Linked DNA regions of Mus musculus: region 2 is linked to region 1. Evidence: chromatin contacts called from public capture Hi-C data. All regions are on one chromosome and are shown on one strand. The core of a region is the stretch at or near the end of the contact, and the rest is flanking DNA. Distances in the headings are between cores, read along the strand shown.

What was found. Capture Hi-C pulls out chosen DNA fragments and counts their contacts.
Region 2: a capture Hi-C map of embryonic tail shows a contact between it and region 1, with 3 times the contacts expected there. The contact joins two enhancer-like sites. A contact is called at or near these places in 1 of 15 datasets of contacts at CTCF or cohesin (stem cell-derived epiblast-like cells), 12 of 484 Hi-C or Micro-C datasets (the HL-1 cell line, cardiomyocytes, cranial neural crest and 7 more) and 2 of 9 other capture datasets (embryonic stem cells and embryonic tail).

What each region holds. Positions count from the first base shown.
Region 1 is chr4:151,477,630-151,481,419 of GRCm38.p6, reverse strand. All of the region lies in intron 4 of Camta1 (calmodulin binding transcription activator 1), which reads left to right. Among named protein-coding and RNA genes, the nearest start is that of Gm30344, 23 kb to the right of the region's middle. Within about 2 kb of position 2,194, at least 7 of the 459 cell types and tissues checked have an H3K27ac peak or open chromatin away from gene starts, as enhancers often do. A contact at or near this core is called in embryonic tail, where this site is marked.
Region 2 is chr4:151,603,094-151,606,883 of GRCm38.p6, reverse strand. The region is part of intron 3 of Camta1 (calmodulin binding transcription activator 1); the gene reads left to right. Among named protein-coding and RNA genes, the nearest start is that of Gm52712, 37 kb to the left of the region's middle. Within about 2 kb of position 2,188, at least 60 of the 459 cell types and tissues checked have an H3K27ac peak or open chromatin away from gene starts, as enhancers often do. A contact at or near this core is called in embryonic tail, where this site is marked.

The DNA.
Region 1 (3,790 bases), core at 945-3,444:
AAGCGAGTCAAACACGTCTCATCCTTAAACACACTGGTTGTCACAGTTGTGTCTTGGAGTTCAAGTGTTCTTTGCTGTTCTTTCAGTCGACAGACTTTAAATACGGTGAGAGGTGCAGATACTGAGTAAACTATTGATAGGCTTAGATCAGTGCATGCTCTCATGTAACTGAAGCCCCGTCAGGGTGTACAATGGCATAGTCAACCCCCAATTCTTTTCTGCTCCTTTATGCTCATGGTGTCTTCAGCAGCAGTATCTGCTGTTCTGCGCCTGTCCCTAGGATGCCCTCTACTGGCCTCCATAGGCACTGCACTCATGTTCACACACACAATTGAAAATGAAATACATTTTAGGAAAGAAAAGAAATAGCTTTATTGCAAACTGCTACATATTTTCTTATAGGTAACATGGTATTACAGTGTCTCTGCCCCCCAAGCACAATAATGGTGTGAGGTTAGTGTGTTTGGTCTGTTCTCATTGGCCTGTGTAGTTCTGGAGGGTGAGTTAGCTGATGAGGGATTTCTGGCCATCATTACCTTGGCTATTGAAGAGCCTCTTCAAGCCTTTTGAGAGACGTCCTACAGTGACATCAGTTTCAAATACAACAGCGATACAGGCCTGTTATTAACAAGGCCTTTTGCGCTAATTGTACACAGATGGGTCTTAAGGACGTGCTGGAAAGGGATACTCTCTCACACAGGCTGAATGTCTCCCCGTGAGCTGCCTGACACTGTGTGGTTGTTCCGTTGGCTGCCCTTTCTGACGGACACTCAGCCAAATGCTGTGTTTCCAGTGTCTGCGTCTGTAGGGTCTGTTGTTCAAGAAGGTAATTGCTATTAGAGCGTATTGAGGAGAGAGCATTGTGGTTCAGCTGTCTGACACGAGTGTGATCGAGTGGGCTGTGCATAGGTGCAGATCTGTGTGTGTGTGTGTGTGTGTGTGTGTGTGTGTGTGTGTGTGAGTCTGCATGAGTCTCTGTATAAGTGTCCATATGCATGAGTCTGTGTGCAGGTCTTTATGAAGGATTTATTGAATGGAACGGTCCAGATGTCTGAGCACCCCTGGTCCAATGGGATGACAGTTTGAGGTGATCTGTTTAAGTGAGGCTACGAGGCGGGGCCCCACTGATGGGATCAGCGTGGGAAGGACTGGGCATGCATGGCTCTCTCCCACTCTTTTGCCCACCTTGTGAGGACTCAAAGTGAGGTGGTCAGAAAGAAGCCTCATCTAGAAAAATCTATCAGGAGCTGGAAAAGATTGCTCAGAGGTTGATAGCAAACGCTACATTTGCAGAAGGTCCAGGTTCCGCTCCTGTCACTCACACTAGGCAGCTCACGGCTGCCTGCAACTCTGGCCCCAGAGGATCTACTGGCACGGCACACGTATGCCCAGACATGTATGCATGTAGGTAATTTTAGAAAAGGAAGGGATGAGCAGAGGAGGGAAGAGAAGGAAGAAGAATCTACCAGCTCCCTCATCTCTGACTTCTCCCCTCCAGACCCGTGAAGGTGTGGGTTCAATCTGCGACCCTTTGTCACAGCTGCCTGAGCTGACATTATCCAGAGTCCATGTTTGAGAAAGCCTTATCCAGACATGAAACCCTAAAGGGGCTTAAGACATTCTCGGAGTGAGAGACTCAGATACTTTTGGTTTGAAATAGATCACTTCTGAGTTGCCATGGTAGAAATCCCAGGCCCTTCAAAGGATAGAACAACTTCTAAAATCTTATGCTTCAGGTCTTACAGAGCAAGGAGGAAGCAGGGCATTCTGGGAAGATTCTTGTCCTGCCAGTTTCCCTCCTTAGGCTCTGAAGATAGCGTCTTCCTTCTTGTTGACCACTGAGAGTTTGCTACTCGCAGTCTTTGGGCTGTCATCCTTGCTCTGTTCTCTGTGAGTCCAGGAAAAACAAAGTTGTGGGACTTTTCCTAAGGCAATGTGGACAAATGTCTGTTCACCCCAGATAGGGCACCAGCAACAGATCAAAGAAACTCAGCCAAATCTAGCTTGTCAAACCACCGACTTTTATTGGGGTCATTCAAGAGCGAGGGTCTCTTATATGAATGTGTCTGACTTGGGCAGCTGCGAAGCGTTGCAGACAAGTGAGAACTCATGAAAGCTACACCCCCTGTGGCTCCCCACACAGCCCGCAGGCAGCTCCACCCGAGAGGATCTTCCCCGTTTATTGCTTATGTAAGTCCTGGAAGAATCTTGTTCCATTAGCCTGCTTACTCAGTAAGTTCTGTAAGATTCCAGAGTCTTGTGAGTCTCCATGCTCCTGAGAGGAAATGTTTGAATTCAGAGGACATAACTATACAACACTCCACCTCTTCTGCCTGGTACCCTCTACAGGGCTCCCTCTGACTTAGAGTCTCTGGGCAGACACCAGGCCAAAGCTATTGCCTTGCCATTGGCTATAATTGGTTCCTGACAAGGTCCTGGGTGAATGATCATCCCTTCTAGGAATGGTACACGGTGTACCTGGAGGAAATAGCTACCTCCGTAGCCCCACTAACTCGTTGGTTGCCTGTTACTTGGGATTTAGCATCTTCCAGGGGCCTCATGGCACATTTGACTCTGTCAACTTTTTCCCCTGGGAACTTGGGCTTGACACAAATCTTTGAGTGACCCCAATGATTCCTTTGTCTGGTTTCCCATCTCCATTCCCTTGGATTGCCTTGGTGCTTGGTTGCATGATGAATATGTCTGAGATCCATCCATTTCATAATGGTCTACTATGGGGTTCAGCAAAGCCACTAAAGCTCAAAATAGTTACAAGGTCCCTGATGAATTAACGTCTTCTTTTTTTTTTCAATTTGTTTATTCATGTATTTTATGTATTTGAACACTCTGCCTTAATGCACATCAGAAGAGGGCATCAGATCCCATTACAGATGCTTGTGAGCCACCATGTGGTTGCCGGGAATTGAACTCAGGACCTCTGGAAGAGCAGCCAATGCTCTTAACTGCCGAGCCATCTCTCCAGCTCTAATTTCTTAATTTTTAATATAGGGCTTTTATTTACTCTTCTAGCATTTCATACACATAGACAATACAATTTAATTACACTCATCCCTCTAAACTTCAGGATGCCCCCACATCTTCATCAACTTCATGGTCTTTTCCCCCTTCCTTTAAATAAAGAGCAACCCACTGTGTCTAACTAGTGTTCCCATATGAATGTGGTATCCAGGAGCCTATGGCCAACCTAACAAGGGCCCCACCCCTAAAGAAAACTCTTCGTTCTTTAGCAGCCATGAGTCAGTCACTCCTCAGCGAGGGGTGGAGGCCCATGAGCCCGTCCCCACCCACACTGCACTGTTGACTGGCCTGATTTGCACAGTCCTGCGAATACAACCACAGCTGCCATGAGTGTGGGTCTTGACAAGTCCAGATGGCGCTGGTTTCCTCTGCTCCCCCTAACCTTGGGCGCCCATGGTCTTTCTACCCTCTCTTCCATTCCACTAACTTCTTTGTTGGCTTTCCTTTGAACACAGCCCCACCCAGAACACCATCCTCGGAACCCTCAGTTCCATCAGTAATATCTGCCCTTCCTCTGCCATCTAGTCCCAGAGAGGAACTCAAATAGGCTCCCGTGGGAACCTCAGTTGGCAGGACCTGAGCGTCCCTAATGGCTCCCATGGACCTGTCCATCAGGGACCAAGTTCCTTTGCACTGTCTCAGATTCTCCAGCTCTTGTCTGAGGAGTGACGATACGGTACTCAGATCTTCCACTCCCGAGGCACTCAGAGTGTAGCCCCGTGGGCCTCCCTGTCCTGCAGAGTCTCAGGCC
Region 2 (3,790 bases), core at 939-3,438, 130 kb before region 1:
GTGTGTGCGTGTGGGGTGTGTGTGTGTGTGTACATGTGTATATGCATGTGCCTGTGCAACTATGTGTATGAGTGTGCCTGTGGTGTGTATGCATGTACATGTGTGTGCATGTTCATGTGTACATGTATGTGTGCAAGTGTGCATGTGCATGTGTGAGTGTGTGTTTGTGCATGTGTGTGAGTGTGTATGTTGTATGTATGCATGTGTGTGTGTGCATAAGTGATGGGGAGTAGCACAGAATATGTGTGTAGTTCAGAGGAGTCATTTTTATCCTTGCACATTTACATGAGCATCATGTAAGGTGGAAGGAAGCACAGTAAAATGCTTTTAGCTGCTCTGCATCTGAACAGCCCATGTTTATTTATGTGTATGGCTGTTTTGCCTGCATGTATGTGTATGTGCCACATGTGTGCAGTGCCCATGAGTCCAAAAGAGGGTAGCAGGTTCCCTGGAAATGGAGCTACAGATGGTTGTGAGCTCCTATGTGGGTGCCAGGAATTGCATCTGGGTCCTCTGGATGAGCAAGCAGTGCTCTTAACTGAGCCACCTCCCTAGCATCCCACGAATGGTTTTAAATTGTTGCATAATGTGGAATTTTTTCATTTCCCATCAGAATTTATTAGCTAAGTGAAATTATAGTAATATTTAGCCATTTTGCTTCAGTAATGAGTTCCAGGTCTGGTTTTAAGTGACTTTACATAAATTCCTTCACTTAATCCCCACAACAGCTTGTGTATAGGTGCAATTGTCACTGCTGGTGTACAGTAGTGCCTTCACCACTAAACCAAAGCCCTTCACTGAGCCTGAGGTACAGAGGGTGAGGTCACTGTACCACTTAGTAGCCAAAACCATCCTGCCTGAGGGCTGGGTGTGGAAGGTCAGTGTGTGGCTGCCTTCTTGAAATCACAGTGGAGCTGTGAATAAAGTTGGAAGACCACCTTCTATTCAATGTAGCAGGAGGGAGAAATCCTCACGATGCTGGTAACTGTAGTACAAAACCCACTATTTCCCCCTCCTTACCCCTCATCTCTCCTTCTCCTGGGCATACAATTCCATTTTTACATGCTTCTCTGTATTACATCCTATGTTTTCAACTACCACTGCCTCACAACCAACATTTTGACCATTTTCTGAGCACAGAGTTGGGGTCTTAATGTTCAAGGACATGTCACAGCAACTGTAGTCCAGAGAAGCAGTTTTCCAATACGTTGTCCTTGGTAAGAAGCCAGCTATAAATTTTATGTCGTGACCCAGAACATATGTCAATATATTCACCTGGAATGAAATTCCTAGAAAGACGTTTTGAGAAAACAGCACGCATGTGCCCTCTTCATTTTTCTTCTCAATCACTATCTTCTCATCTCCATTTGACTTGAAGAGATATGGTTAGCACCTACAAAAATCATTGCCTCCTTGGCCCAGAGAAATGGCTCAGTCGGTAAGAGCATGAAGATCCTGAGTCAGGATTCCCAGCACCCACACAAAGGCTGAGTGGCCATGGATGTGCATGCCTGACCCTAGCACTGTGGGGAGCAGAGATAGGAAATGGCTGGAACCAACCTAAGCTGCAAAACAACTCTAGGTTCAGTGAGAGGCCACATTTCAGAAGGATGTGTGGTGGTCATGCTACGTCTTCCCACAGCGTCTGCAGGTGTGTGCATAGCGTGTACACACACCAGGTCACAAGCAGGAACAAACCTCACTCCTATAAATCACAGCCCTGGAACAGCGTTGGTTCAGGACCACGGACAGCAACAAAAGAGCCTGATTCAGGACCAGGGACAGTCTTCCTCCCTCTCCCTCACACATATGAAAGGCAGTGCTGGTTTAAGGGCAGGGGCAAAGCTCCTATGAGTTTTGGTTCAGGGCCAGGGATAGCACCCCAGCAAAGATATTGGTTCTGAACCACAGACAACATATCCTCTTCCCTGAACCCCAACCCCTGTGCGGTGTTTTGGGCCAGGGCCAACAGCCCCTATGTTGGTTCAGGACCAAGAGCAACAACATAAAACCAACCAGACAACCAACCAACCAACCAACCAAACAAACAAAACACCCAACCCTGATGGTTTAGGACCAGGGACAGCTCCCCAGTCCAACGCCACATGTTCTGATTCAGAACAGGGGACAGCGGCCACAATGGCGGTTCAGACCCGGGACACCATGCGCAGTGACCGTTCAGAACCAGGGACAGCGCCCAGCACGCTATTTTAGGACCGGGGACAGAGGTTCCAAGCGAACATTTGGGACCGAGGACAGCGGCCCCACCACGCTGGTTCAGGACCGAGGACAGCACCCCTCCCCTTTGTCACATTTTGGGTTTTTAGCCTAAATCTGGCCTGCGGGCTTTTTGTCTCAGTCACCTTAGGACCTGTACTCAGGTGTCTTGCCTTCGAAGGTCATAAAGTTATAAAGAACGCTGTCGCAGAGGCTCGTGTTTCCCCAAACGCATGACTCAGATCCTCAAGGAATTCCAAGTGCTTACAAGGGAGGATGAGTGTTGCTTCCTTGTGTCTCTCTGGGGTGCAGATGGCTACAGACCATTGGCATTGACTGTAGACCAGTATCACTTTGGACACGGAGGGCCAGAGGGCCCCCCCCCCTTTGTTAGAAACTCATTTTCACATAAAGACACAAAGGACTGGGGATGTGACTCAGCCAGTGAAGTGCTTGCTGAGCAAGCATGAGAACGTGAGCTTTATCTCTAAGACCCACATTTTAAACAAAAATCCAGATGTACTGGTATATGCCTGTAACCCCCATGCTTAGGGGTGGAGACAGGATGGCCCGAAGAGTTGACTGGCCAGTGGGGATGTTGTCTCCAAAAATGAGGTGGATGGACCCTGAGGAATGATACCTGAGTGTGTGTTTTGGCCTCTACTCATGTTTACATGTGCTCACATATGTGCATATGCACTGACACGCATGCTCACCCCTACACAGGCACACACAGGGAAAAAAAAAAAGCAAAGCAGAAACAAACAGCAAATACTGCACGGAGCCTCCCTTCTGCCAGTGCTGCCCTGTCACAGCCCTCTGGAGAGCATGATCCTTTTATGGTTTTGACATTCTGTGCGCTATCTCCTTACAAAGTCCTCTAGAAAATGGATTGGATTGACTGAGGCGCGTGCCCTGCAGCCGTGCGGATCGGTGTGACACACAACGGTGCTTCTGGGTTCCTCATCTTTCATCTGGCTGCTTGATGTTAGAGAAAGGGAAGAAAGAAGGAAAAGGGCTTTTCCTCTGTGTGTGTGTGTGTGTGTGTGTGTGTGTGTGAGAGAGAGAGAGAGAGAGAGAGAGAGAGAGAGAGAGAGAGAGAGAGAGAAAGATTCGTGGGGGGTATCTCCATGTGAGTGTGCAGATGTGTGTGTTCATGTGTGTGCATGTGTGCTTGTGGGTGCCTGTGTGTGTGTGTCCATGTGAGTGTGTGTGTGTGTGTGTGTGTGTGTGTGTGAGAGAGAGAGAGAGAGAGAGAGAGAGAGAGAAAGAGAGAGAGAGAGGTCTGAGGGGGTATCCATGTGAGTGTGTTAAGGTGGGGTGCCAGTGTGTGTCCATGTGAGTGTGTGCATAGTGTATGTGTGTGAGAGAGAGGCAGACAGAGAGAGAGAGACAGAGACAGAGACAGAGACAGAGACAGACAGAGAAAAAGACAGAGATCCATGGGGATTACCCCATGTAATGCTTCTGGCTGCCTGTGTCCCCATGTGAGTGTGTGCATTTGTGCTTCTGGCTGCCTGTGTATATGTGTACAGGCCAGAGGTTGACCTCAGGAGTTTTCCTTGATCACCCT